Regions from separate parts of the Zea mays genome. Here region 2 is linked to region 1. A link is a contact called in public Hi-C data. All regions are on one chromosome and are shown on one strand. The core of a region is the stretch at or near the end of the contact, and the rest is flanking DNA. Distances in the headings are between cores, read along the strand shown. Region 1 holds the start of LOC100283782 (RING finger protein 5). Region 2 has its middle 24 kb from the start of LOC100277063.

What was found. Hi-C and Micro-C count contacts between places; a contact is called where the count stands out from the background.
Region 2: a Hi-C map of bundle sheath shows a contact between it and region 1, with 2.1 times the contacts expected there. The contact joins the enhancer-like site here to the promoter of LOC100283782 in region 1. A contact is called at or near these places in 3 of 25 Hi-C or Micro-C datasets (bundle sheath, leaf and tassel).

The regions. Positions count from the first base shown.
Region 1 is chr1:183,685,894-183,693,679 of Zm-B73-REFERENCE-NAM-5.0, forward strand. LOC100283782 (RING finger protein 5) reads right to left here and starts at 3,078. Exons shown (of 2, transcript NM_001156681.2): 1 at 2,944-3,078. It also overlaps the pseudogene LOC103645097.
Region 2 is chr1:183,931,489-183,939,274 of Zm-B73-REFERENCE-NAM-5.0, forward strand. No RefSeq gene overlaps it. Among protein-coding and RNA genes, the nearest start is that of LOC100277063, 24 kb to the right of the region's middle. Within about 2 kb of position 3,198, at least 16 of the 20 cell types and tissues checked have an H3K27ac peak or open chromatin away from gene starts, as enhancers often do. A contact at or near this core is called in bundle sheath, leaf and tassel, where this site is marked.

The sequences.
Region 1 (7,786 bases), core at 1,828-4,327:
ACGATCATGTGCTGCCTGCTTGTGTCAATCCAGATATCATGGAGAAATACATAACTGCATCCGGTCGATGCCCATGGTCCGCCATCTCATGCAACAACGCCATACGTGCCTTTGCAGTCAGAGCAGCTTCACTCATTTGAACTCTCTCTCTCTCTCTCTCTGAGCACATTTATCAAATATCTCAAATCCTCGTGCACGTGCATAGTCTCCAAGCTCATCTCCTACTAGTATGCTAATTGTTTGTGCCTTCAAACCACCTGGAAGCAAATCGACCTCGCTTGTCCGTTGATCATGACCAAGACCTTCAGCAACAAGCTTGCGCTCTGGACTGATCTCCTCGGTATGGATGTCGGCAATGCTCGCAACGCAGTTGGAGTGCATAGGTGGCGGCCATGGTTGCCTGTTGGGCAAGGCGTTGAGAACCTCGTCCACCTCCTCGGACACCACCAACTCGTCCACCATGCTCGTCATTGTGCACACCCACATGCACGGCTTCCCGTTGACGCTAGCACAGACGATGGGCGCGAGGTGGTACAGCTCGGAAACACCGTTGTCGTGGACGAAGCTGTTGGCCTTGGCGATCAGGTCACGCTCGAACGCCTTGACGCCCTCGATGATGGCCTTGAGGAACGCAGTGTGGTCATCGAGGAACTTGAACATCCAGGTGAGCACGGTGGCGGTGGCTTCGCGGGCGACGAACATGACGTCGATCACGTTGTCGGAGATCTGGGCGTCGGTGAGCGTCTTGCGCTGTCCAGGATGGAGGCCAGGAACAGGAGGTCGCACTCTCACGGCTGCCCGCGCTGGTACTGGCTGATGTGGTCCACGATGGCACCCAGCCGCTTGAGGGCCTTCATGGCCTCGTGAAACAGGGTGCCCGGCTGGCTCACCGTCATCGAGTGGAACCCCTTCTCCAGTGACATATAACACTGCTTCAACTCCTCGATGTACCGCATCTCCTTCTCGCCGAAGATGGACATCACATTCAGCGCGAACAGCTTCATCTCTTGGAAGGTGTTGATGAGGAGGTTGGTGTTCCCTTGTAGGACCCGCTCACGGACCTCGGGGTCCATGACCTCGAGTCCGGGTCTGAGCAGTAGGGGTCGCCGACGACGACACGGATGTCCAGGAGCAAGGCGACGAGGGAGCAGGCGATGGTGGTCTGCTGCTCTGCAAGAAGGGTTCGCTCAATATGGGCACCCCCGCACAGAGGCTCTCTAGGGAGAAGTTCCAGCGGGAGTGAGTGAGAAACACCCCGACCGCCTCATGCTAGAGTGCCGCCTCCTGCGGCCACCACGTCGTTAGCAACGTGCGGCCCTCGACGGCAGACACGAACTCCGGTGGAAGCACGGCGGAGACGCCCTTCACCAGGTCCAGCCGGATGTCGAACGGTACCCGCTGTTGGCCAGGTCCCACGTGAACTCGAGCAGCTGCGCGTTGGTGGAATGTTGCGATTGAAGGTTGCCCCCTTCGTCGGCAGATGCTTTAAGAGGAGGGTTGGGGACGAAGTAGGCACCACGGTTGAGGACCAGCATCGAACACTTGGTGGGCACGGTGGCAAGCTCGGTGTAGGGGAAGTAGCCCAGGGCCATGTGGTCCAGGAGGAAGTGGTGTCGTGAGCACTCGTGGCAGTAGTCAAAGAGGTCACGCCAGTAGGCGGCCGAGAAGCGGGGCAGTGCCTCCATGTCATGCCGCACGTCGAGGAGGCCCCCCCGAGCTGGAGTGGTACACGATCTCATCCAAGGAGTAGCACTCGCTAGGTCGCCGGTCAGGACTAGTGGGAAGGGCCCGTACCACACCGAGAGGCCCTACTTCAGGGCCGGGTACCGCGCCGCCTCCTCGTAGATGTTCTCATCCGTCGTATGTTGGTGCTTGGTAGTGACCGCGGGGAAAAGGACGGCGGTGGCGGTGGCGGTGGCGCAGCAGACGCGGTGGGCTGCCGGGCAGAGCGGGTGGTACAACTCGTAGACAATGGGAGGAGGAGTCACAGGCTCTAACTCGGACGATGCCACCATCTCCGCTTGCGACTGCGGGGCCTCCTCGGCAGAGGGATCCTGGGCGGCCATGGGGGTGAGGTTGTCCAAGCCGAACACCCCACCGAAGAGGTGGTCGACAGCGAGGTCTGCGACGACGCTCTCGGGGAAGTTGCGGCCGCGGTTGCCGACCGTGGCCTACGTATCAGAGAGCGAGGAACGCCCCTCAATTGCATCGGTGATACGAGCCTCCATCAGCGCCATTTCATCGAGCAGGCGCTGCATCATCGCATCCATGGTGGAGGTAGATCGTCCAGGATTGCAACTAGTCTAATACCAAATGTTAGCAACACTCGTCTCACGAACTCAAACCAATAGCGAGAGGAACACTGCGCATATGTTTCTGGACAAATTCAGAGTAGCACCTAAAGGTACTAGAAAGAGGATCCGGGTACATGAGAGGAAGAAGATGAACAGTAAATGTGAAGTAGAGATTTCAATTCTTCAACTGATTCTGCCGCTTGGCCTGCACGTTTGTCCTTTTTTGTAGGCAGAGATGCCCCCACCTGCCATCTATCCAGGACTACATGACAGTCTGCTGACCCTCCCCCCCCCCCCCCCCCCCCCCAAAACAAATCCCATATTCTCATCCCATTCCTGTCGAGGATACGACGTCGCGGCAGGGATCGAGGAAAAACAACAGCCGAGGCGATCGATCTGGTTAGTATAGTAGTAACAAATAATAAGTAAGCTAACGTAGCAGCTGGTGCCTGCCCAGCCCAGGCGCATCCGATGGGCGGAAGTGCGGAACCGGAATCGGGCGGAGTACCCAAGGGATCCGGGGACGGTCTGATCTGACTTACTCTAGTCCTAGTGCTAGTCAATCTGTAGGTGCAGGAGGAACCCAGCCGTGCGGTAGCAGGCAGCAGAGGGAGGGAGGGAGGAGATGAGGAGTGGCGGCGGAAGTTACCGGCGGTCGGGGCGGTGGCGTGGGAGACTGGACACGGCCACCCAGGAGACGCGAGAAGCTTCGAGAGAGGCAGGCAGAGCCGCAGAGGCAGGCGACAAGATCACAAGAGGAAGACGGGGACGCGAGAGGAGACGCACGCCTGGACCTGGACGCGGCGCGTTTTTTATAATTATTTTTTATTTTATTTACTTATTTAATTTAATTAATAATAATCAGTGTCGGTGTGTATGTACGGCTCTCGGGCCGTATGCGTATCATCCAGTAGACCAGTACACGTGCAACTGTAAGTAAGTTGGGCCTTTTCGCGAGCCCGGCCCGGATAGATGGCGCTACGAAATAGGAATGGCAACATAAAATTTCTCATTGCGAAATAGCTCCTCATTCGCGTCCTGATAAAAAAACTTTATCTTCGTCCCACAAATACTCACGGAGAGTTTTTTTCTCTTGTCTATGTCCCGTCGGGAAATTTATTCCCACGGATAAACCATACTCATCAGAAAGTGCAATATTTAAAGGAAAATTTAAATTGATTATATCAAATCAATATAATTTGTGCAAACAAGATTTAAAATTATAAGAAACATCTATTTTAGAGTTTAGTTCAACATTTTTAATAGGCTATGCATATAGATGGCCTAACGGGCCGGCTCGGCCTGGTACAACCCGTCATGGGCATGGCCTGCTAGACCTGACTTATTAATTGGGTCATGTCGAGCAGGCCCAGGCACTTCGCTAGGTCGGCTAACCGCGTTGGGCTGGCCCACTAGGCCACTAGCACCGTGGTCCATTCGAATATATTGTATACTAGGTGTATGCTCGTGCGTTGCTACGGGGCCAACATATAATGCTAAGATACATTAAGATAAGAAAGCACTATAATAAAATATATTGATATACAAAAACACTAATTGTTATTCGACACTTTTTATTAGCATCACTAAAAGGGAATGTTTACATACCTCAAAAAATATAAATATAGTTAGATAATTGTGTGTTGCTACAATTTTTATATATCACAAGTAGACCTTTTTTAATAGAATAGTTATTCAAACATATTCTAATCCGAGAAGTCTCTGTCCACTCCTATCCTCCGTTAAATAAACGGATGGTCCAAGAAAGAACGAAATGTTAGACTATACAAGATGTAGGATCAGCTACAGAAAAAGCAGAGCATCCAAATATCTTGCTTCCAAAACTCTAAGAGTTAGATGAAATGGGAAGGAACATGAGAAAACTGTGATAAACCACCGGCTTCCATACATGCTTGGGTTTATCATTTATTCAACAAAGTGTTCTCCCAATTTTGGCATGAGCTCCATAACTAATTTCTCAAACTGAGACAGATATTGTTGCAAGAGCGGCAAACCAGGCTATTCCAATGATAAAAACATATCAGTACAAGTTTATAGTATGTAGGTTTACTCAAGAAAAGAAGAAATTTTATATTTTTTTGAATCTTCAGCATTACTGATCACTCAAAACTGAAGATGAACACATAGCAAAATTGTTTTCAAATCCTAAAAAGTCTAAAATTCGAGTTGAACATGCATCAAGTAGGAACAGAAGAAGTCCAAGGATCGGATCAGACCAGAAGGTCAAACCAGTTCCATATTTGAACACAACTGCAAAACACATAAGCATGTAAGTTTCCTCCATTACAACAACACCATAGTTTTAAGAAAGCCCACAATTTAATGCACAGAATTTATTTCCTTGTTCTCATAATGGGAGAATGTATAACTTATTGTTCGCGTGCAATATCATTAATAGAAAATTAATATATAATGAAATGCACCAAGTGTATGAAGACAGGAAGAAGTGCTCCAACTAAAATAAGCCATTTTAAATATTAACCATACCGAAGGGTAAAACATTTATATGAAGTAACTAATCACCCATGTTCACTTGGTCTGTAAAAAAATTCTACAGAAGTAAAAAAGCTCTACAGAACCCATGATTCATGTTGGCCATGATAAATGTACTAAATATACTATTCCAATCACACAGAGATGGTTGAGATAGTAACAGGACAAAGATGTAATGCTTTGAATATCATACCTCTAAACTTTCATAAATGTAGGAATCAGTTCACATACTATACCCTATCCGCCAATCGTTGAACAGGGACCACCCTTGTCTGGGCTTCTTCGACTAAGTGAAGTATGTTAGACATGGCAGTCTCACCACCAGGTCTTCTAACTTTGACAATGAGTTTACCATTCAAGTTAATACTTCCTGATGATACCGGGGAACATTATGCAAGCGTCGTACTGCCTGTTAAAAGTAGATGTTTACATACCTTAAAAGATATATAAGATTAGATTGTATCCATGCTTTGTCATTGATAAAAATAAACAATGATAAATATGTAGTGAATATTAATCAACATCTCAAAAAACACGTTGACTCCATAAAAGGATAGTATATTATATAAGATTTAACAAGAAAAGTTAATGACAAAATTAAGAATGATCTTTCATAGATCATCATAGTTTAGATATTTAGATAACATAAGCATAAGTTCATTCATGAGAGCAAAATGATCAGCATCAGTAAAATGGTTTATGCCCTTCAAAAGTTCTTTCATTTGCCATCATTCTTCCTGTGTTCTTTGTCATTCATGAGCCATCAAAGTTGTCTACCCTTGGCAACGACACGGTTCAAAAAGACAAGATCGTCAAGAGACAACAACATGGGAATGCCAATTCCTTCCACTGCATAGTAGGATTGATGAGCTTGCCTAAAGATTTTAAGAAATCAAGAAGCCTTTCCTCATCCATGTGGTTGGCAAAAGATAAGAGAACTGCTCATCCATAAAAAATCAATCACATGTCATGCGTATTAGGAGTTCTCCTGGTACATGAAGTATAAAAATTGATCTACAAAATATTCTCCATTGGTATTTCACCATTTTAATAGAATTACCAAGCTCATCAGCAGACCAGAAATCTGACATACTCCAAGAAATTATCCATGACCCGGAGAACATCAGATCACGAAAATAGTGAGGCTTGGTAGCAACTACAACAAGATATTATCCATACTTGCCTTTTCACTCGAATTCTATCTGGCAGCTGCCATGATTTACAAATGCAAACTCAGAAAGTGCCTTAGCTCCCTTTCTATGTGTGGATTCCCCAGTAACAGCAAAGTGCCAAAGTGGCCAAACCACTGCATTATCCTCTTTGGATTTCTTGCAGATAGTCATAGGGGCATGTAAATTGTAAGCAATGAAAGCTGCCCCAAATAGCATCTCAACTAATTCTTGTTACATGGCAACCGTTCAATAGGGAATATAAAATATCACACTTAAGTACTTAACTTGACTGAGGGACTACTAAAGCAGTCAAGAAAATGGAGCAACAAAGCACGCTCAGGACAAAAGTGCCTTATTGATTTTGCTAGAGACTTAAGTAAGCAGACAAACATAGACATACGTAAATAATTGCAAGAAGTTTCAAGACAAAACTCCAGCACTACATGCCCACACAACATTCAGAGATATAGGTCGTACCTAGATACAATTAAAAATAGGCTGAGAGACTAATATGATGTAATTATCACGGAAACACTATTTTGGTTTCCTTTTTGTTCACAACAGTGTGTTACTAATTTCCATACAATGTTAGCAAATTTACATGATAGAGACACTAAAATAGGGTGAAAGATATGCCATTTACAACATAATAGTCCTTATAGACAACACAAGTTCAAATTGAGAATGTCGAGTTAGGGCCCTATTTTATATAGTTTTATGGCAACATATTTGGGCATATAAATAAAGCAAAACAAGATGTATTTGAGTAACAAATAAAATATAACAGTTTTAGCTCTTAGAAAATTTACCTCTGAAAACTCCTTCAATATATGGCATTTTCTTGCCAGAATAGACCTAACAATTTTGGGTTTCTTATCGAAAAACCATCCGTAGCAAACGAGCAATGACATTTCGCCTGTAATTCTTCCTCTCTAAGAGATAAATAAACAAGTCCCTCTAGTCACGGTCATTGAGCAAATGGACCAATGAGACAGTGGCACCAGAAATATAGAGCGACTACAAGTGAAGTATTACACATGCTAAGCAATGAACGAGGCGGAACTCGGAAAACATGGGCACATACAGTAAAGAGGATGTAACTATTGAAAAACAAATATCCAAAGACAGTAGGCACATATACACTTGCAATTAGATTAGATCCAAATACACATATCCAAAGACTGTAGTCTTTCTATTTTTCTCATTTGTTTGAAATTTGAATCCCTATGGCAGGTTGTTTGTTGTCTATTTTTTCTAATCATGGATATTTTCTTCCAGCCAACCTTGGTTTTAGAAAACTTTATACCACTTAATCCTTAGTATGCATATTTTGTTGGGTAATGTAACTTGTTGTTAAATACAAGTAGTCGTGTAACTTGCTTGGCAATTATTTTGGAACTACAATGAAATCTAAAAAGTGCATGAAAAGTACAAGAAAATCTAAAAAAGAGAAGCTTGTTTTTACCTAGGAGAATTTAGTTAGTCGTTTCTAGAGATCCTTTCGCCTACGGAGCTTCAAGTTCCTTTGTCGATGTTCTCTCTATATAGTTGGACAACAAATACGAAGACATTCAGTAAATACTCTATTCATATCAACACGCATGCATGCTAACTGCTTCAATTAATGCTTTATACCACTTAATCCTTAGTATGCATATTTTATTGGGTAATGTAACTTGCCGTTAAATACAAGTAGTCGTGTAACTTGCTTGGCAATTATTTTGGAACTACAATGAAATCTGAAAAGTGCATGAAAAGTACAAGAAAATCTAAAAAAGAGAAGCTTGTTATTACCTAGGAGAATTT
Region 2 (7,786 bases), core at 1,948-4,447, 250 kb after region 1:
CTTGCAAATTGCGACTTTATATATTTTATTACGGAGGTATATATGGTGACCTTGATGATGACGATGACGACGACGACGACGACCTTGGATTCATCCATCCAGTGGTGTAGACAGTGGATGGTCCGGGTGGGCCACGGTATATCCTAAGCCGGTCCACCGGATCACCCGTCCACCAAGATCTATATAGAAAATACTGACATATATTATATTTACATTCTAATATATACATTTATAAACTTAAATGTTAAATCTATAGTGTTATATGCTATTTTTATCTTTATATTTTGAACTATATAATAAATTATTATATATTATATTAAATTATTTATAAAAAAATTTTAATGGCATACATCATAAAAAAAATCTATCTACGTCACTGCATCCATCTTCCGGTGGCTGAGCATGCAGATATTTTTCTACTGCTGTGCAGCATGACGATGCAGGCAGTCCGGCCGGCCCGCCCTGCGTCTTTGAATAACATGTAACACCTACCTATACCGGTAGCTTTCAGTGGCCTAATAATAATGATCATATGAATTATGAGGTCGCTCGCTTCGGATTAGAGCCGACTGTTTAGACCACTGGTATGCTATAGTTACAATCCACCGTATAGACAAAAACACTGAGTTGCTTTGTCTTGCTTTTGGGCTGAAATATCTATGAAATAAAGAAAGGTGACCACCAATGCAATACGTATAGTAGCTAGCTCGATGACCCATCAATCGGTGACAATCACTTTCCTGCTGTTGTCTGCAAAGTATAGTGGTGGTAACATGCATGGTCTGCGTGACTAATAAGGTTGGTTAATTAGGTAAGAAGAAAGATACTACTACACGTCACCAAGCTAGCCCAGGTAGTAGCTACTAGCTCTCGCCGGCCGTTCACCTTTTCCTTAGTGACTAAGGTTGCCGCCTGTCACCTAGCCGGCCTTAATCTGCATGCATACATCCTCTGTGGAATTGCTCGGCATATGTTCTTCCTCTCTTCATTATCATTAATTAGACCTATGAAGAAGAAAAAAAATTAAAGCTCCCTTTGAATTAGCACGTTAGTTTTGACCGTTTCATGACCTACGTAGCTAGCTTAGCTAGGCGATCTCTACGAACAAACAGTTTATTCCGTGTGTCGGCGACCATAATTAGGGGTACCCCCAAGACTCCTAAACTCGGCTGGTAATCACCATCAACACAAACTGCAAAAGCCTGATGGGCGCAATTCAGGTCAAGGCTCCGTCCACTCAAGGGACACGATCTCGCCTCGCCCGAGCCCAGCCTCGGACAGGAACAGTAGACCCAGGCGGATTCACGCCTCGCCCGAGGACCTCCTCAAGCAACGGGCGCACCTTCGACTCGCCCGAGGCCCAGCTCGGGCAGGCTTCGCAGTGAAGCAACCTCGGCCAGATCGCCTCGCCAACCGACCGTATCGCAGGAGCATTCAATGCAAGGATCGCCTGACACCTTATCCTGACGCGCGTTCCTCAGTCGGCAGGGCCAAAATGACCGCAGTCACTTCGCCCCTCCACTGCCTGACCTGACAGGAAAACATCGCCGCCTGCCCTGCTTCGACTGTTGTGCCACCCGCCAGGGTGAGACTGACAGCAGCCGAGTCCAGCCTCAGGCGCCATAGGAAGCTCCGCCTCGCCCGACCCCAGGGCTCGGCCCCCGCCTCGACCTCGGAAGACAGTCTCCGCCTCGCTCGACCCAGGGCTCGGACTTAACCTCGACCTCGGAAGACGGTCTCCGCCTCGCCCGACCCCAGGGCTCAGACTCAACCTCGACCTCGGAAGACGGTCTCCGCCTCGCCCGACCCCAGGGCTCGGCCTCAACCTCGACCTCGGAGGAGTCACCGCCTCGCCCGACCTTGGGCTCGGACCGACCACGTTACAGGGGGGTACATCATTACCCTACCCCTAGCTAGCTCAGGCTACGGGGAACAAGACCGGCATCCCATCTGGCTCGCCCCGGTAAACAAGTAATGATGGCACCCCGCGTGCTCCCATGACGACGGCGGTTCTCAGCCCCCTACGGAAGCAAGGAGATGTCAACAAGGTCCCGACAGCCCCCGACAGTTGTGCTTCTACAGGGCTCAAGCGCTCCTCCGACGGCCACGACATCACATGCACATGGCACTAACACCTCTCCGACAGCCACGTTGGCATGTAAATAGGGCTCTGGCTCCTCTATGCCGGACACGTTAGCATATTGTTACACCCCCCATTGTACACCTAGACCATCTCCTTACATCTATAAAAGGAAGGTCCAGGGCCCTCGTACGAAAAGGTGGCCGCGCGGGAGGACGGGCTGACGAACAGGCTCTCTCCCTCTCTCGCGAACGCTTGTAACCCCCTACTGCAAGCGCATCCGCCCTGGGCGTAGGACAACACGAAGCCGCGGTTCCCTTTTCCCCCCTTGTGTTCCGTCTCGCGCCGACCCATCTGGGTTGGGACACGTAGCGACAATTTACTCGACGGTCCAAGGACCCCCCGGGGTCGAAACGCCGACACCATGTGTCTTGAGAATGATGCACTAGCTGAGCATCTTCAAGAGATTAGTTAAATGGCTCGGCAAGCCAAATTTTGGCTACTCAATAGCAAAATAACTCTCGAACAGACTAGTCATCCAACTTGCCAAGCTATCCGGCTCTTCAAATTGGCTCCCTCTCTAGCCAAATTTGACTAGCCGCTGACTAGCCAAACTAAATAGAGAGTCTGTTGAAGTGAGATGCTACGTATAGAATGTAATCTTTATGAAGAGGTAAATAGAGTGTCATATAGAGAGTCGAAAATGGAGTGTCTCTTGGAGATGCTCTAATTAGTTTTTTTCACCTCTTCAAACACTAAACTCTTTATTTGACCAACCCTTATAAAAACCAAAATTCAATTTCTTTTTTTTTTGACTTTTCCTCCCCTGGTTTAATTTAGAGAACCTACCGCTACGGCCGGTTCATAGTATATAGCACTATGCCGCAAAGTTGTGTGCCCCACAACAGCCCACCTGTTGATGCGAAATAAAGCTGCCTTTTTTCCCAGTCAAAAACTATTATTAATTTATTTATTTAAAAAAAGAGAGAAAAAGAAAGATCGGTCTGCCCGGCACGGCACCCCGGCCGGCTATAAATAGAGGCTTCCATACAATTGTTCCCTCCCTTTTCCCTCTCCCGCCACTCGAGCCCCTCCGACACGCTGCTAATTACCATTCTGCCCCTGCCCTGCTTCCATGGCCCACCAGCAGCAGCAGTTCCCCACGCTGTCGGAGTGGGACCCCACCCTCGACCTCGAGGCTCTCCTCTCCGACATCGGCTTCGGCCTCCTCGGACCTGACGAACCCACCACACCCGCGTCGGCGTCGGCGTCGCCCACGGACGCGACCACCTCAGCCACGCCGCCGGAGCACGACGCGTCGGCGTCGCTGACGTCCGCGGGACCTGAAGCAGCCGCCGCCGACGAGAACGAGCTGGCGGAGCGGCGGCGGCGGCTCCGCCGCAGGATCTCGAACCGCGAGTCGGCGCGGCGGTCCCGCGCGCGCAAGCAGCGGCACCTGGAGGAGCTCCGCGGGCGCGCCGCCCGCCTGCGCGCCGGCAACCGCGACCTGGCCGCGCGGCTCGGCGGCGCGCAGGCCCGCGCCGCGCTCGCCCGCCTCGCCAACGCCCGCCTGCGCGCCGAGGCCGGCGCGCTCGCCCGCCGCCTCTACGCTGCCCGCCGCGCCCTGGCGCTGCGCCAGGTCTACGCCGCGTCCGGCGGCTCCTTCGACCTGCAGGTGCTCGCCTCGCTCATGGCGTAGCGGGCCGTAGCCCGCGCGGGCATCTCTGAGGAATGGAGAGAAGAACGTGCGGGTCTTGTTGACTTGACTGGGAAGGGAACGGACTGAATTTGAAACAGAACGAAAGCGCTATTAACCATGCGATCACGATCCAAGAGAATGCCAGCAGCAGCTGCAGGAGCAGGATATATAAATACAACAATATTCTTGTAGATATATAATATAAGCAATCAATTCGTTCCTGACGATTTTATATATATATATATATGCATGCAATGCAGCGAATTGAATTTGAACGATCCAAACTAGCCTAGTCTTGGAATGCTTTGCGCTGCCAAAATATACTCCACTAGTTTGGTACTTGTCACAGTTGACGCTGATATGACCTGACGTTATTAGTTGGCGACCGTCCGATCAGCGATATACGGTTGGCAGGCAGGCGTTAACTAGTGCGCCGTCGCCGTCGCCACGTTGGAAGCAAAGCATCGCTTCATATTAAAAGCCGCAGCTACAAAACAATCTATAGGTAAAAAAACACGGTTGAAATAGTAGAAATAGAAATTGATACGGACTTGTTCGAACCAGAAATGAGCAAGCGGACGGTCCGGTCCTGAGGCCGGACGGTCCGCGCGTGCGCAGAACAGATTAGGGTTCCGAGTTTTGTGCTACGGTTGTTAGCTATATTCGCGGAATTAGCTCGGAATCAGTTGTGTAAAGTGTCCAGCCCCCCTCCTCTATAAATAGAGAGGTCTACGGCCGATTTGTAATTATCAATCGAATCAATACAACTTCTATTTCGCATTTTATCCTAGGAGTAGTTCTAGTCTAGTTTAGGTTTAGCTATCCAATCCCCAAATTCTCCGCCTCTCCTCGACTCTACATCGATTAGAGTAGTCTAGGTCGGTCTACCCGAGCCTAGACAACTCCTAGGATCTCTCCTCCCCGACGGGGTCCCTCCCGGGAGCGAGATCCAGGCGCCGCCGGCGATCTTCCGCCGCCCCTGCGCACGCGCGGACCGTCCGGTCGTCAAGCAGGGAACCCGAGCTCCTGCACCAGGTCGCGGACCGTCCGGCCCTGTGCCGCGGACCGTCCGCGCCTGACTAGAGAGCACCGCCGCCTCGCGCTAGGTCGCGGACCGTCCGGCCCTGGGCCGCGGACCGTCCGCGCCTGACTAGAGAGCACCGCCGCTGGTTCTATTGAGTAATTGACGCCTCCAAAAAGGTGTCAACATACTTTTTGGCGACTCCGCTGGGGACAGCAAATATAGACGCATCAAATCGGCCCTCAATGGCCGGTTCAAGAGATAACTCTGATATTTCCCCAAGCAACATCATAGAGCCGACTTGGGAGACCTTGCCGGCTGACGAACAGCTCCAATTCGAGGAGCACAAGGAGCGTATGATCCAGGAGGCAAAAGCAAAATTCTTGGCCAACTTCAAAGTGGACAGGAACAACAAGGTCGTCCGACATCGGGCGACGGATCCGGCTTCGCTCCAACCCACGCCAGATATCCCCAATGTAAGTAATACAAACGAGCTGCAATCTCTTAAGAATTATGTAGATGAACAGCGTGAGCAAATGCAAAACATCATAGGGAATATGCAAAACGACTATAGGAGATTAGCGCGTGCATTTGACAAATCTAGCATTGTAAATTTTCCATCACACGAGGTAGAATTAGGGGGTAACACGCGTAATACATCGGCTGTAGGTTGTCACGACCAGTCACAACCCCTTTATGGGATGCCGATGGACACGTACCCTGAGCAACCGCAAATCGGCAGCAAATTAGCCGATCTGCACATGCCCGGACCGTCCGCACGTGAGCGCGGACCGTCCGGACCAACAACAGTCGGACCTATTTTTAATGAGTTATCTAGATATGCGCCCGAACCACCACACACGGCACAGAACCCAAACTACCCAGTCGGACGGTCCGCATACAACGACGGACGGTCCGCATATAACCACGGACGGTCCGGGTACATATCCGGACAGCCCGCGCATGAATCTTTTGAGGAGGATTATTACCTGAATCCTCACCCGTCCCAGCAACACTTCCCATCACACTATGCAATGCGCCAGCCCATTAATTCAAGATCTAGAGCTCAGGAAAGCTTTCCGGCCCCACCCAGGAGGCCGGAAAGAAACGATCAAACCTATGACCCATATAGGGCAAATGAAAATGAACCACGTAACTCAAACCAATGGGGGGAAAGACAACATGCTAATATCCAGCCAACCCCACCTATGTTTGACCAGAGAGCCGGTGGTCTCGCACCGGCTGCCATTGATATAGTAAGGGAAGAAATAGCCGGGGCGTTTCGAGATAAGCTCGGAGTAAGCATGGTCCCTGGGGGGCAATCATATCGGAAACCTTATGACAGCCGATTTGATCACCACCCATACCCACAGGGAACCAGGATACCCGAATTCACAAAATTTTCGGGTGATCAAGGAAAGAACACACGTGAACACGTAGGCCAATTTTTAGCACAATTAGGAGAGTTGGCCGACACAGAGGCATTTCGCATACGTTTATTTTCATTATCTTTAACAGGAACTGCATTTGCGTGGTACGCCACTTTACCTCCTAATTCCATTTCATCATGGGGGGATCTAGAACAAAAATTTCATGATCATTTTTTCTCCGGTGACTATGAGTTGGATTTGGTAGATTTAGTGTCATTACGACAAGCAAAAGATGAATCGGTTAATGATTACATCCAGAGATTCCGAGATACAAGAAACCGATGCTTCCAAATTCATTTAGCAGAGAAACAGCTAGCATGATTAGCCTTTAATGGTCTACGATATTATTTAAAAGAAAGATTAGAAGGCATCCAATTTTTTACACTAGCACAGTTACACCAGAGAGCTTCGGCTTGTGAAAGCCGAAGCAAAGAAACTGCTAAAGTAATTCGTCATAACGTACATATAGTAGAATGCGATCAAAGTAGCTCAGAGGACGAGTCAACAGAAATATATGCTGCTGAAATGGTTTGGCCAAAGCAGTCCAAATCTTCGGCTTGTGCTTCTCTACAACCGATTCAAAAGAAACGGCAGGAGGATGTAAAGTTTACGTTTAATGTTGGCAAGTGTGATAAAATATTTGATGAATTACTCAAAAATGGCAACATTAAAATAAATCACACTGTTCCATCTGCCGACGAGCTAAAACGTCGTGCATACTGCAAGTGGCACAACTCATTTTCTCATGCCACTAATGATTGTAATGTATTTCGGCGACAGATTCAATCGGCCATTAACGAGGGACGATTGAAATTTTAGGAAATGCAGGTGGATACAGAGCCTTTTCCAATGAACATGATTGACTTCGAGGGCAAGAAAGTCCTAGTTCGGCCAAACACAGCCGATAAAGACAAAGGCAAAGAGACAATCATCGGCAATTCTAAAGAGGCCGATGGGGATCGTAAAGTTTCTTGCAGGAAAGTGGTAGCCGAGAAGACTCCCGATGGAGGGGAGACCCTAAAGGTGACCATCATAGCCTCCAGTACTAGGGGGCAAGCGCAGACAGGGAGACAGATGCAGGAACCCGTGCTACGTATCCCGGACAGTCCGGCACGTAGGCGCGGACGGTCCGGGACCCCACCGGACGGTCCGGAGAGCTCCGGCATACGGTCCGGCCGTACTCAGGACTCACAACGGCCACGTACTTTCAAACCACGACGACCAGAGATAGGTACGTGGAAAACAAATACATTTAAAGCAGCTGGTCGGCTGATCAAGCCTGGCCCGACTTTTGATCAATTGCTGTCTAAATACATAAAAAAGAAGGCCAGCCCCAGTGACCGGCCACCAAAGCGACCCCGCTCACCCATTCATGAGCAACGTCAGGCCAGGCCGATTGGACCACCTCACCAATCGGATGAAATGAAAGGTCCTATTGTACAATTGAGACCTAACATGCCGACATGGACACCTCCACCCCCTTATCCATCTATGCCATATCCATACACATACTTACCTCCACCATATGTCCCAAATCAAATGTGGGGCATGCCACC